2 separate regions of the Sus scrofa genome follow, and region 1 is linked to region 2. Evidence: chromatin contacts called from public promoter capture Hi-C data. All regions are on one chromosome and are shown on one strand. The core of a region is the stretch at or near the end of the contact, and the rest is flanking DNA. Distances in the headings are between cores, read along the strand shown. Region 1 has its middle 6.9 kb from the start of RAPGEF1. Region 2 holds the start of PRRC2B (protein PRRC2B).

What was found. Promoter capture Hi-C pulls out the DNA fragments that hold promoters and counts their contacts.
Region 1: a contact with region 2 is called in a promoter capture Hi-C map of fetal liver, with 2.2 times the contacts expected there. The contact joins the enhancer-like site here to the promoter of PRRC2B in region 2. A contact is called at or near these places in 2 of 5 promoter capture datasets (fetal liver and liver), 15 of 47 Hi-C or Micro-C datasets (alveolar macrophages, blood, brain and 9 more) and 2 of 2 datasets of contacts at active chromatin or transcription factors (alveolar macrophages and skeletal muscle).

Annotation. Positions count from the first base shown.
Region 1 is chr1:271,628,965-271,633,992 of Sscrofa11.1, reverse strand. No RefSeq gene overlaps it. Among named protein-coding and RNA genes, the nearest start is that of RAPGEF1, 6.9 kb to the right of the region's middle. Within about 2 kb of position 2,537, at least 42 of the 83 cell types and tissues checked have an H3K27ac peak or open chromatin away from gene starts, as enhancers often do. A contact at or near this core is called in alveolar macrophages, fetal liver, liver and 5 more, where this site is marked.
Region 2 is chr1:271,333,695-271,338,736 of Sscrofa11.1, reverse strand. It overlaps PRRC2B (protein PRRC2B), which reads right to left and starts at 1,957. Exons shown (of 33, transcript XR_002337933.1): 1 at 1,742-1,957.

The DNA.
Region 1 (5,028 bases), core at 1,288-3,787, 290 kb before region 2:
AGCAGGAGCAATCGTAAGGCTCACCTATTTATCTCCTCTCTTCCTTCCCTCCTTCTCTCACTGAACCTTGACCAATATCCTCACTTTACAGATACCCCACAATGAGGCAGGCACCAGCATTACCCCCATCTCACAATTGAGGAAACCAAGGCTTAGGTGGGTGACCTGGACAAGGTCGCTCAGCAAGGAGCAGGACCAGAACTTGGCCCTGGTTCTTTGTTTTTTCAAGAATCTTAAAACACTGCCCTCTCTTAGCTTTTCAAATGCAAAATGCACGCTGTACCCAAATGTAATGATTCCAGGTCATTCTCTGCTACCCAGGTTGTTGTATTTCTGCGTCCTTATTTAAAACAATAGGGAATAATAACCTGCCTTGCAGAAATAACAACATGAGTGTACAGGATATACTGACTTTGATTTTTATTGCAGTTTTGTTGATACTTTTTACTTTTTTTTTTTGTCTTTTTTTTTTTTTTTTTTTTTGCCATTTCTTGGGCCGCTCCTGTGGCATATGGAGGTTCCCAGGCTAGGGGTCTAATTGGAGCTGTAGCCACTGGCCTACGCCAGGGCCACAGCAACGCATGATCCATGCGGCGTCTGCGACCTACACCACAGCTCACGGCAACGCCGGATCCTTAACCCACTGAGCAAGGGCAGGGATCGAACCCGCAACCTCATGGTTCCTAGTCGGATTTGTTAACCACTGCGCCACGACGGGAACTCCGTGTTGATACTTTTTAAAAATTGGAAACCAAATAAGTGCCCATGGAGAGGAGGATGCTTAAACACTCTGGTACATTCATGCAAAGGAATGCTACACAACTGCTAAAAAGTGTCAGGAAGATCTATATGTATTGGCATGAAAGGTGTTCTCCTGTCTCTCCCTCTTTCTCCCTCTCTCTACTTGAAGATTTGTAAAATGATAGTACATTGCTTTTAAAAAAATCCATCTATCTAATCTCCCTTCCTATGCAGGGCCATTGGAAGGGGGCCATGGGAAGGAGCAATACTCTGTTCCAAGCAGCTCTTCAGGGACCCAGCTCCTTCCTCCTTCCACACTTTGTCAGCAGCAGAAAAAGAAGAGAGGGAGCTCCCTTGCGGCATAGTGGGTTCAGGATCCAATGTCATCACTGCAGTGTCTCAGGTCACTGCTGTGGTGAAGATTTGATTCCTGGCCTGGGAACTCCCACATGCCACAGATGCAGCAAAAAAGAAGCAGCCCCAGAAGCAGAAGCAGGGGGTGGTGGGGAGGAGAAGGAGAAGAGAGAGCAGAGATCAGGTGTGGGAGATTTTTATGGGCTGGGCTTGGAAGTGAATCATTGCTTCAACCACATTCCATTGTGCGACCTTGAACATACGGCCGCATCTCATGGCAAGGGGAGGCTGGGTAATGTCATCGAGCTGTGTGCCAGCACGTAGACTTGGTGAGCAGCTAGCTAGCCTCGGTCACACCGGCTGATATGTACCTTTTAAACCAATTCATATAAAAAACCGTGTGTGTACAGTTATATGTATACCGATACATATACATTGCTTTTAAGGGTTCGAATCAGAACCACAGCTGCTGACCTATGCCACAGCCACAGCAACACGGGATCCAAGCCACATCTTCAACCTACACCACAGCCCATGGCAACACCAGATCCTTAACCCACTGAGCGAGGCCAGGGATCGAACCCACAACCTCATGGATCCTCGTCCGGTTCATTAACCCCTGAGCCATGAAGGGAACTCCCTGAACAGTTATATTTTTAATAGGGAAAATCTGGAAGGATGTATGTTAAGCCGTTACCTGTCATGAGTGAAAGGGAGACCTTCACTCTTACGTGTCTATATGTTATTTTTCAAAATGAGGGCACGTGTTTTCTGGGATTAACACTCCAAAATTTGTAAAGTGATAGTGTGTTACTTTTTAAAAAATGAGGAGTTCCCGTCGTGGCGCAGTGGTTAACGAATCCGACAAGGAACCATGAGGTTGCGGGTTCGATCCCTGCCTTGCTCAGTGGGTTAACGATCCAGCGTTGCATGAGCTGTGGTGTAGGTTGCAGCGCGGCTCGGATCCACGTGCTGTGGCTTGGTGTAGGCGGTGGCTACAGTTCGATTCGACCCTAGCTGGGATCTCCATATGCCGGAGCCCAAGAAAGAAAACAAAAAAAAAAAAAAAAAAAAAAAAAGATCCTGCATTGCTGTGAGCTGTGGTGTAGGTTGCAGACTCGGCTCGGATCCCGCGTTGCTGTGGCCCTGGTGTAGGCCGGCAGCTATAGCTCCAATTAGACCCCTGGCCTGGGAACCTCCACATGCCACGGGAGCGGCCCTAGAAAAGGCAAAAAGACAAAAAAAAAAAAAGTCTTTGACCGAGTGGGGTTTAGGATTCTGAATGCTCACTAGGGGGCAGGAGAGACATGTGTGTGTTTGTGTGTGTGTGTGTGTGTGTGTGTGTGTGTGTGCGCGCGCGCGCGGCCCGTGCTCTTTGCCGGTGGTTGTTTACTACATTTCTTGCACAATTTCCTCCTCGGGCAGACCAGCTGTAATGTCTGCGGGACTGTTTAAGGAAGTGACAGCACCCAGGCTGCTCATGCCGGTGGGCTTCAGCTGAGGGCTCAACCATCCCGTGTTAACTGAATCCTCAAGGATTTATGTGTCATGATTGAAAATGAGCCTGTTTTGACCTAGAATCTACCTCGTCTCATTTCCAGACGAGCACCCATTTGCTAAATCATGTTGCTTTCTTAAAATAGGAAAGAAAAAAGAAAATGGGTCTGTTTCATAGCAGCTGTTGAGCACCCAGAGCAAGAGGTCTATTAACTTGCCTGAGAAAAGGCCAAGGAACCACGAAGCCCGTCCTGCCTGCTCTGCTGGGGTTGGTCTGGCGGTGCCACATGTACAGCGGCAGTGATAACCCAGACATCTGTCCCCACCTTTCTGAGGATGTCTGTGGACCTTTCCCAGTTTCCTGAGCTTGGCAAACAGATCAGAATTAAAGCCATTTGGGGGGGGATGTGGGGGACCGGTGCTCAGGGGAATGAATTATGAGCAAAATCTTGACAAAACCGCAATCACTAATGACATTTAAAGACATCAAGGAGTTCCCACTGTGGCTTAGCGGAAACAAATCTGACTAGGAACCGTGAGGTTGCAGGTTCGATCCCTGGCCTCGCTCAGTGGGTTAAGGATCCAGCATTGCAGGGAGCTGTGGTGTAGATCACAGACGAGGCTGGGATCTGGCGTTGCTGTGGCTGTGGTGTAGGCTGTCAGCCATAGCTCCAATTCAATCCCTGGCCTGGGAACCTCCACATGCCGTGGGTGCAGCCCTAAAAAATAAGAACATTAAAAAATAAAAAATAAGAGTTCCCCTCGTGGCTTAGTGGGTAACGAATCCGACTAGGAACCATGAGGTTGTGGGTTCGATCCCTGGCCTTGCTCAGTGGGTTAAGGATCCGGCATTGCTGTGGCTCTGGTGTAGGCCGGCGGCTACAGCTCTACTTAGACCCCTAGCCTGGGAACCTTCATATGCTGCAGGAGCGGCCCAAGAAATGGCAAAAAGACAAAAAAATAAAATAAAAAATAAAGACACTAAAGCATTCATCTCCTCTATTTGGACTTTCCTGATGCTCCCAACTGAGGTGAGTGAGTACATGCACACGCACAGACGGCACGGTGGCCGGCCCGGAAAGTTCTTCAGAGCCGGTCTCACAGGAGAGTTGGGCCCCAGAACTCCCCCTCCCCCCAACCCCCTTGAAACTCCTTGAAGCTCTTGTTTGTCTTTGTTTTTCTCATGAGGCCCAGTACACTGAGGACATGCAACCTATGCGAATGGATTGGAATTGAGCTGAACTGCATTGATTTGAACAAGGGTGTAGAGTACTTTTACTTTCACGCTTCCTGTAAAGGACCGCGGGCTACCTGAAGATGAGTCTGAGTGAGGGAAGTTGCAGCACAGTGGTTAAGAATGTGAGCCTGGAGCGGGCTGACCACTAACTAGAAATCTAGTTAACTTATTGTCTCTCCGAAACCCACTCAGCCAAGGGGGATTGACATTCTCTGGAAAAGATGGACGTGTCTGCCCTTCTTTGGACCAGCAAGGTCAGATTCCAGCCGCTGTTTGTACTGTTTGTAACCCCGCCCACCTGGCCGGCCCCGATTGGGCCAGGGATGCGTCACTGACTGGAGCTAGACCAATCAGATCATCTCTCCTCGAATTCAGGTTTGGGAATAAGCATCCTTCAGAGGTCTGGCCTGTTGGCTGAGGTGGGAGAAGAGGGGACCTGGGCTGGGTGGATGAGTTGCCGGGTGTACAGTTCAGGCACTGATAAGGTGTTGCATTTCCTTCCCTTCGCTACTACCCGTTAGACACCCTCATCTTTCTTTTTTTTTTTTGCTTTTTTTTTTTTTTTGCTTTTTAGGGCCGCACCTGTGGCATATGGATGTTGCCAGGCTAGGGGTCGAATCAGCGCTGCACCTGCCGGCCTACGCCACAGCCACAGCAACGCCAGATCAGAGCCGCGAATGCAACCTAGGCCGCAGCTCGCAGCAACACCGGATCCTTAACCCACTCAGCAGGATCAGGGGTCAAAACTGGATCCTCATAGATCCTAATCAGGTTCATAACCGCTGAGCCACAACGGGAACTCCCTGTAATAAATTCTTCTTTTGCCAAGCCATTATTAAATTGGCACCTGTAACACGTGACCAAACAAACACTTCCTGATCTAGACCCCACCCTCCCAGGATTACGGAGAGGGTTGGAGCCTTAACTGAGCACACAGGCAGCACTCATTACTGTTGCTATTATTATTACTGGACTCCCCCTCCCCCCCTCTTCTGATCTGCAATAGAGATACAGAGATAACCTCTGTCCTCAGGGAACGGAGGATGCAGTTGGGGAGTTCAGATAAGTACCTATGAAGTGAGTGTCAACAGTCCGAGTTGAGATGAGCCCTGGGGCCACCAGACTTCTCTACCCTAGTCTTGGGAATTCTGTTGTCTCACCAGCCGAATGTTGTCTGCAAAGGCCAAGAAGAGGATAAT
Region 2 (5,042 bases), core at 708-3,207:
GAATCCAGGCTCCAAGAGACACACTTGCCCAAACAAGCAGAGGCTCCCCACATGATTGTTTGCCATTCCCAAAGGAAAGCAGTTATCCTCAAGGGGCAAGACTCGCTGTGCCTCTGCCTGTTGTCCTTAGCAGCGTTCTGCTCTGCCCTCAACCGGAGGGGCGGGCACCAGGGATCCAAGGGCAGACCTACCCCGACACAGCCCGGGGCCATGTAGTTCTCCGGGGCTCCAAATGCTACTCTCTCCCACCCTAGACTCCCCACAGAGGCCCAGCACTGAATAAGCGAGAGCCCAGTGATGCCGGGAAGTCCTTCTCCCCCTGGGGTCCATGCCACAGCTGGACACCAACAGCCATGGGAGAAACCCACTACTAAGCCCCAGCTGTGTGTCAAGCCCTCTTCTAGATCCTTCACCATTTCCCAACAGGACAACGGGGCGACGTCGCGGTGTCCCTATGTGTGCCAGGGAAGGTTCTGAGAATCCCAGAGTTCTGACAGAGGCAGAATTTGCACCCCAAAGCCTGGGCCTCCCGAGTCCCGCCTTAACACATAGCACTGCGCAGACATGGCTGGATGGCTGCAGCCGGATTTGGAGAAACCACGTTAAGGCTTCAGACGGATGCTTACAGAAACCAAACTGGGTGTTATGATGTACAAAGCCACTTAAAGTGCACACAAAACCTTCAAGAAGGGGGGAAAAAAAATCAGGGGCAATTTCACAATCCTGTAAACCAAAGCCTTCTAAAGGTTTCTTTCTCCCGGGCAGCCATTTAGCAAATGACACACTCAGGAGAGCCTCCCAGCCCCCTTCTCCCACTTCCTTCGAGCTAACCATTCCCTGGAAAAACACCTCCTCGGCTTGCCTAAAGGTGGGCTCGGAACTCCCAAGATATCAGAAGAGAAACGAAAAACAAACGCCTTCCCACTTTATGTAGGCAAATGCACTCTTCGGAGGCCCGCGATTTCAACAGTGCTGTGTTTTACTCAGGAGGCAGAAGGGAGGAAAAAAAGAAATAGGAAGAGAGAAAAAAAAAAATCCATCTGGCAGGCCCTGAGAAGCGACATCCTGTTTATTATTAAACATGTTCAGCAACAGAGCATTAAGTGTTTTGAAAATAATCCTCCCGGTCCCGCACTCAAACCGCGGCCGTCTGGGCGCCTGCTAACCCCCCCAGCCCCTCGCACACAGCCCAGAAGCCCCTGACCGCCAACTTCGGGGACCCCCGGGGGACCCGCAAAGGCTCGGCGGCTCCACCCCCGCCCCCCGGGGCCGCTTCGGCGAGCAGGCAAGATGGGGCCGGCGGCAGGAAACGGCCCCCGCGCCCCGACCACCCGGGTCCGGGCAGAAAGGCGGCTCCGGGGACTCGTCCCCCGAGACCCCCGGCCGCGCGGCGCCCAGGCCCGGCCTCCGGGGCGCGGGAGCAGCGGCCCGACCCCGCCGCCCGCCCGAGCCGAGGCCGCGCGGCGCCGCCACAACAATGGCGAGCGGGTCCCCGCCGCCCGCCTGGCCGCCACCCCCGCCGCCCCCGGCCCGGCCCCGCAGGCCAACGGCGGCGGCGCGGGGCGGGCCGAGCCCGGCGCTCGCGGACAAAGGTCGGCCGGGCCCGGGCTCGCCGCTGTCAGTCAGCCGCCGCCGAGACAAAGCCGGCCCGGCCGCGCCGCCTCCATCTTAGCGCCGCGCCCGCCGCCGCCGCCGCCGCCGCCCCGGCCCGGCCCCGCGCCGCCCCGCGCCCCGGGCCCACCTGGTCTGGTTCCGCGGGCGCGACTGGGCCGGGCGATGGCGGTCGGGCGGCGGTCGGGCGCGGAGGCGGCGGGATGGCGGCGGATTGCGAGGCGGCGGCGCGGCTGCTCGCTCGCTCGCTCCCTCCCTCCCCGGCTCGCACGTCGCTCGCTCGCTGAAGCCTCGGAGCCTGTGTCTCGCCGCTCGCCTCCCTCTCGCGCTCGGCTCCCCGCCCCCCGCCTGCCGCCGCCCCGCCTCCTCCCGCCTCCTCCTCGCGCCGCCGCCGCCGCCGCCGCCCGCAGCCGCACCTCCGCCCGCGCAGCGCCCCCTGCCGCGCCTCCCGGGATCCGCGGCGCCCGCCCCGCCCCCGGGCCTGAGGTGGGGGCTGGGGTCCCGGGAGGGGGAGGGGCCGGGCAGAGACGGGGGAGGGGGACAAGGGGGGGACTGGGAAAGGCGGGGTGCGGGGAGGGGCCTGGGGAAGCGGAAAGGGCGCGGAGCGGGGGCTGCAGGGACTGGGGGACGGGGAAGGGGCCTGGGAAGGGGGAACTCGGGAGGAGGGCCCCAGAAGCGGCCAGGGGAGAGAAGGGGGCGTCCGTGAAGCGCTGGGAGGGGAGGAGGCCCAGCGGAGGGGGCGGGGCGAGAGGCGGGGAGAGGGGTCCGGAAGAAGGGGGGCTGGGCTGGAGGGGGCCGGGGGCGGGGGAGGCCCTGTCGCAGGGAGGGTTGGGAAGGGAGGGGGGAGAGCCCGGATCTCCGCCCCCTCCCCCTGCAGAACTGCAGCGCCTGCTGCCAGACCGTGAGCCGGGGTTTGGTTAAAATATGTATTTGATATGTGCACCGAAAGGAAACTGAAATAATACATTGTTAATTCCAAGGCAAGGTTGTTGCACAGTCTGGATACTTTATTCCATTTTCGTAAGAGGAAAAAGAAGAAGTCAGTCCTCCGGAGTGTTTTGTGTATTTGCGTGAATGCAAAACAAAAGGTCAGGGAGAGTGGGCCCCGCTCTTGGTTACCTCCGCGGTCGCAGAGGTCTGGGGAGGACTCTCGATGTTTACTCTAGGTACTTTGGCAATTAGAAAAACAAGCAGTGTGAAAAAGCAAAGACAAAAAGAAATGTATCTGGAACCTGGAATACGAATCATCTTTGGCCCTCGTCCATAATACGCTGTAAAGAGCGAAGAACGCCAGCCGCAGGGGAGTGGTTGATCTCATTCAATCCCAACTCCGGGGCAGAAAATACTTTCCAATTCGCGGGTGACCAAGAGAGACAGACTCTGAGAGGTTAAGTAACCCGCCCAAGGCCACACAGCCGGGCCTGGGAGGAAAGGTCACCCACTTCAGCCTAACTAGGTTTAGAGTTGAGGTTGTGGTAAGCACAATGCCTGGCACATAGTAGGCATTCAGTAAATATTGATTGGTTTCTTGAATGGAGGAATGAGCGTCTGGCCCTTGACCTTGTTGGCGGCGATACAAGGGACTCTGGGACTCTAAGAATCAGAAGTTTGGAGTTCCCCAATGTGGCACAAAGGAACTGAATCCCACCGGGAACCATGAGGTTGTGGGTTCGATCCCTGGCTCAGGTCCGGCATTGCCGAGAGCTATGGTGTGGGTCGCACACGCGGCTCGGATCTGGCGTTACTGTGCCTCTGGGGTAGTCCGGCAGCTGTAGCTCCGATTCCACCCCTAGACTGAGAACCTCCATGTGCGGCGGGTGTGGCCCTGAAAAGCACAAAAAAATAAATGAATGAATAATCAGAAAGTTACCTCTTTCTTTTTATTCTCCACCCAGAGAGAACCAAAAAAGATGAAAAGCGTGGAGGGCTTTGAGTGCTCTGGAGGACAGATGAGGAACTGCTAGAGGTGGGAAGCAGGGAGAAAGTCAAGTGGACCCGTGCTTTGCTTCCTCTGGCACATCTGGAAGGGGAGTGTGACGCCCTCTGGGGACAACAAGGGCTGTGAAGTCCCTGCGAGTTAAATGGCAGCAGATGCTTCACGTGTACCACAAAACCTGGGTTTGTCCGGGATTCAGGAAATCATTTCCATTCTGCACATCTCTGGGGTAACAATGCCAACAGTGACAGGTACTGTTTACTGAGCACTTCTCCCGGCTGGGCATGCTGCTAAGCACTTTGCAAGAGATAACTCAATACTCAGGAGACAGTTATTACTGTTCCCACTTTCTGGATAAGGAAACGAAAGTCACTAATGGTACAGGTGGTGGGGCAAGAATTTGAACCCAGCAGTGCTAGTCTCTGACCTTTGGGCATTTTCTGGGGAAAACAAAGACAAGAGGCTGGGGCAGGGAGTTCCCTGGTGGTCTAGTGGTTAGGATTTGGCGTTTTCACTACTGCGCCATGGTCTGGGAATGGAGATCCCACATCAAGCCGCTGCACCCCGCCGAGGCCAAAATAAAAAAGATGCTGGGGCAAGTAGGGGAGGCTGGTACCTAGGATTTATTTCCTCAGAGCCTTGAAGATGCCTACCCAAGCTCTCCCACGACTCAGGACTCAGAGAAGACAGGGGTAGGAAAGGAGGAAGGAGAGAGCAGAACATGAAGGCTGGACCTTGGGGTCCTTTAGCCCCGGGAAGCTGCCTGTGACATAGGGGGACCATTCAAGGAGACAGTTTCATTAAGTCGAAGTCGTTAGAAACAGCAATATCCAGCCCTGGAACACTGAAAGACAGGACAGAAGGAGTGGGCTGAGCAGGACAAAGCTGGGGGAAGCAGTGTGAACCAACAGAGAAGAGTGTGTTCAGTTTAGAGGATTTTTTGCCATCTTTTAAATATCAGGAAACCTGCAACTCCGCTTATGGGTGGAGAAATCTCTTCGGACCCCCAAACTGAGCCAGAGGGGGGATTTCCTCTCTCTCACAGCCAATTGCAGATTTTATGAATAAATACACAATCTTATTTGTCCCCAAAATGTGCTGTTTTTGTTACACTGACATTTAATAGTTTTGTATAATACTTATAAATACATTTATTCATGATTTTCTTTTTTAAATCATATTACAGCTAGATATGGATCTCCCCCCCCCCCGCTTTTTTTTCTTTTTAGGCCCACACCAGCGGCATATGGAAGTTCCCAGGCTAAGGGTCAAATCAGAGCTATAGCTGCAGGCCTACACCACAGCCACAGCAATGTGGGATCCGAGCCACATCTGCGACCTACACCACAGTTCACAGCAATGCTGGATCTTTTTTTTTTTTTTTTTTTTTTTTTTTGTCTTTCGTTGTTGTTGTTGTTGTTGTTGCTATTTCTTGGGCCGCTCCCACGGCATATGGAGGTTCCCAGGCTAGGGGTCGAATTGGAGCTATAGCCAC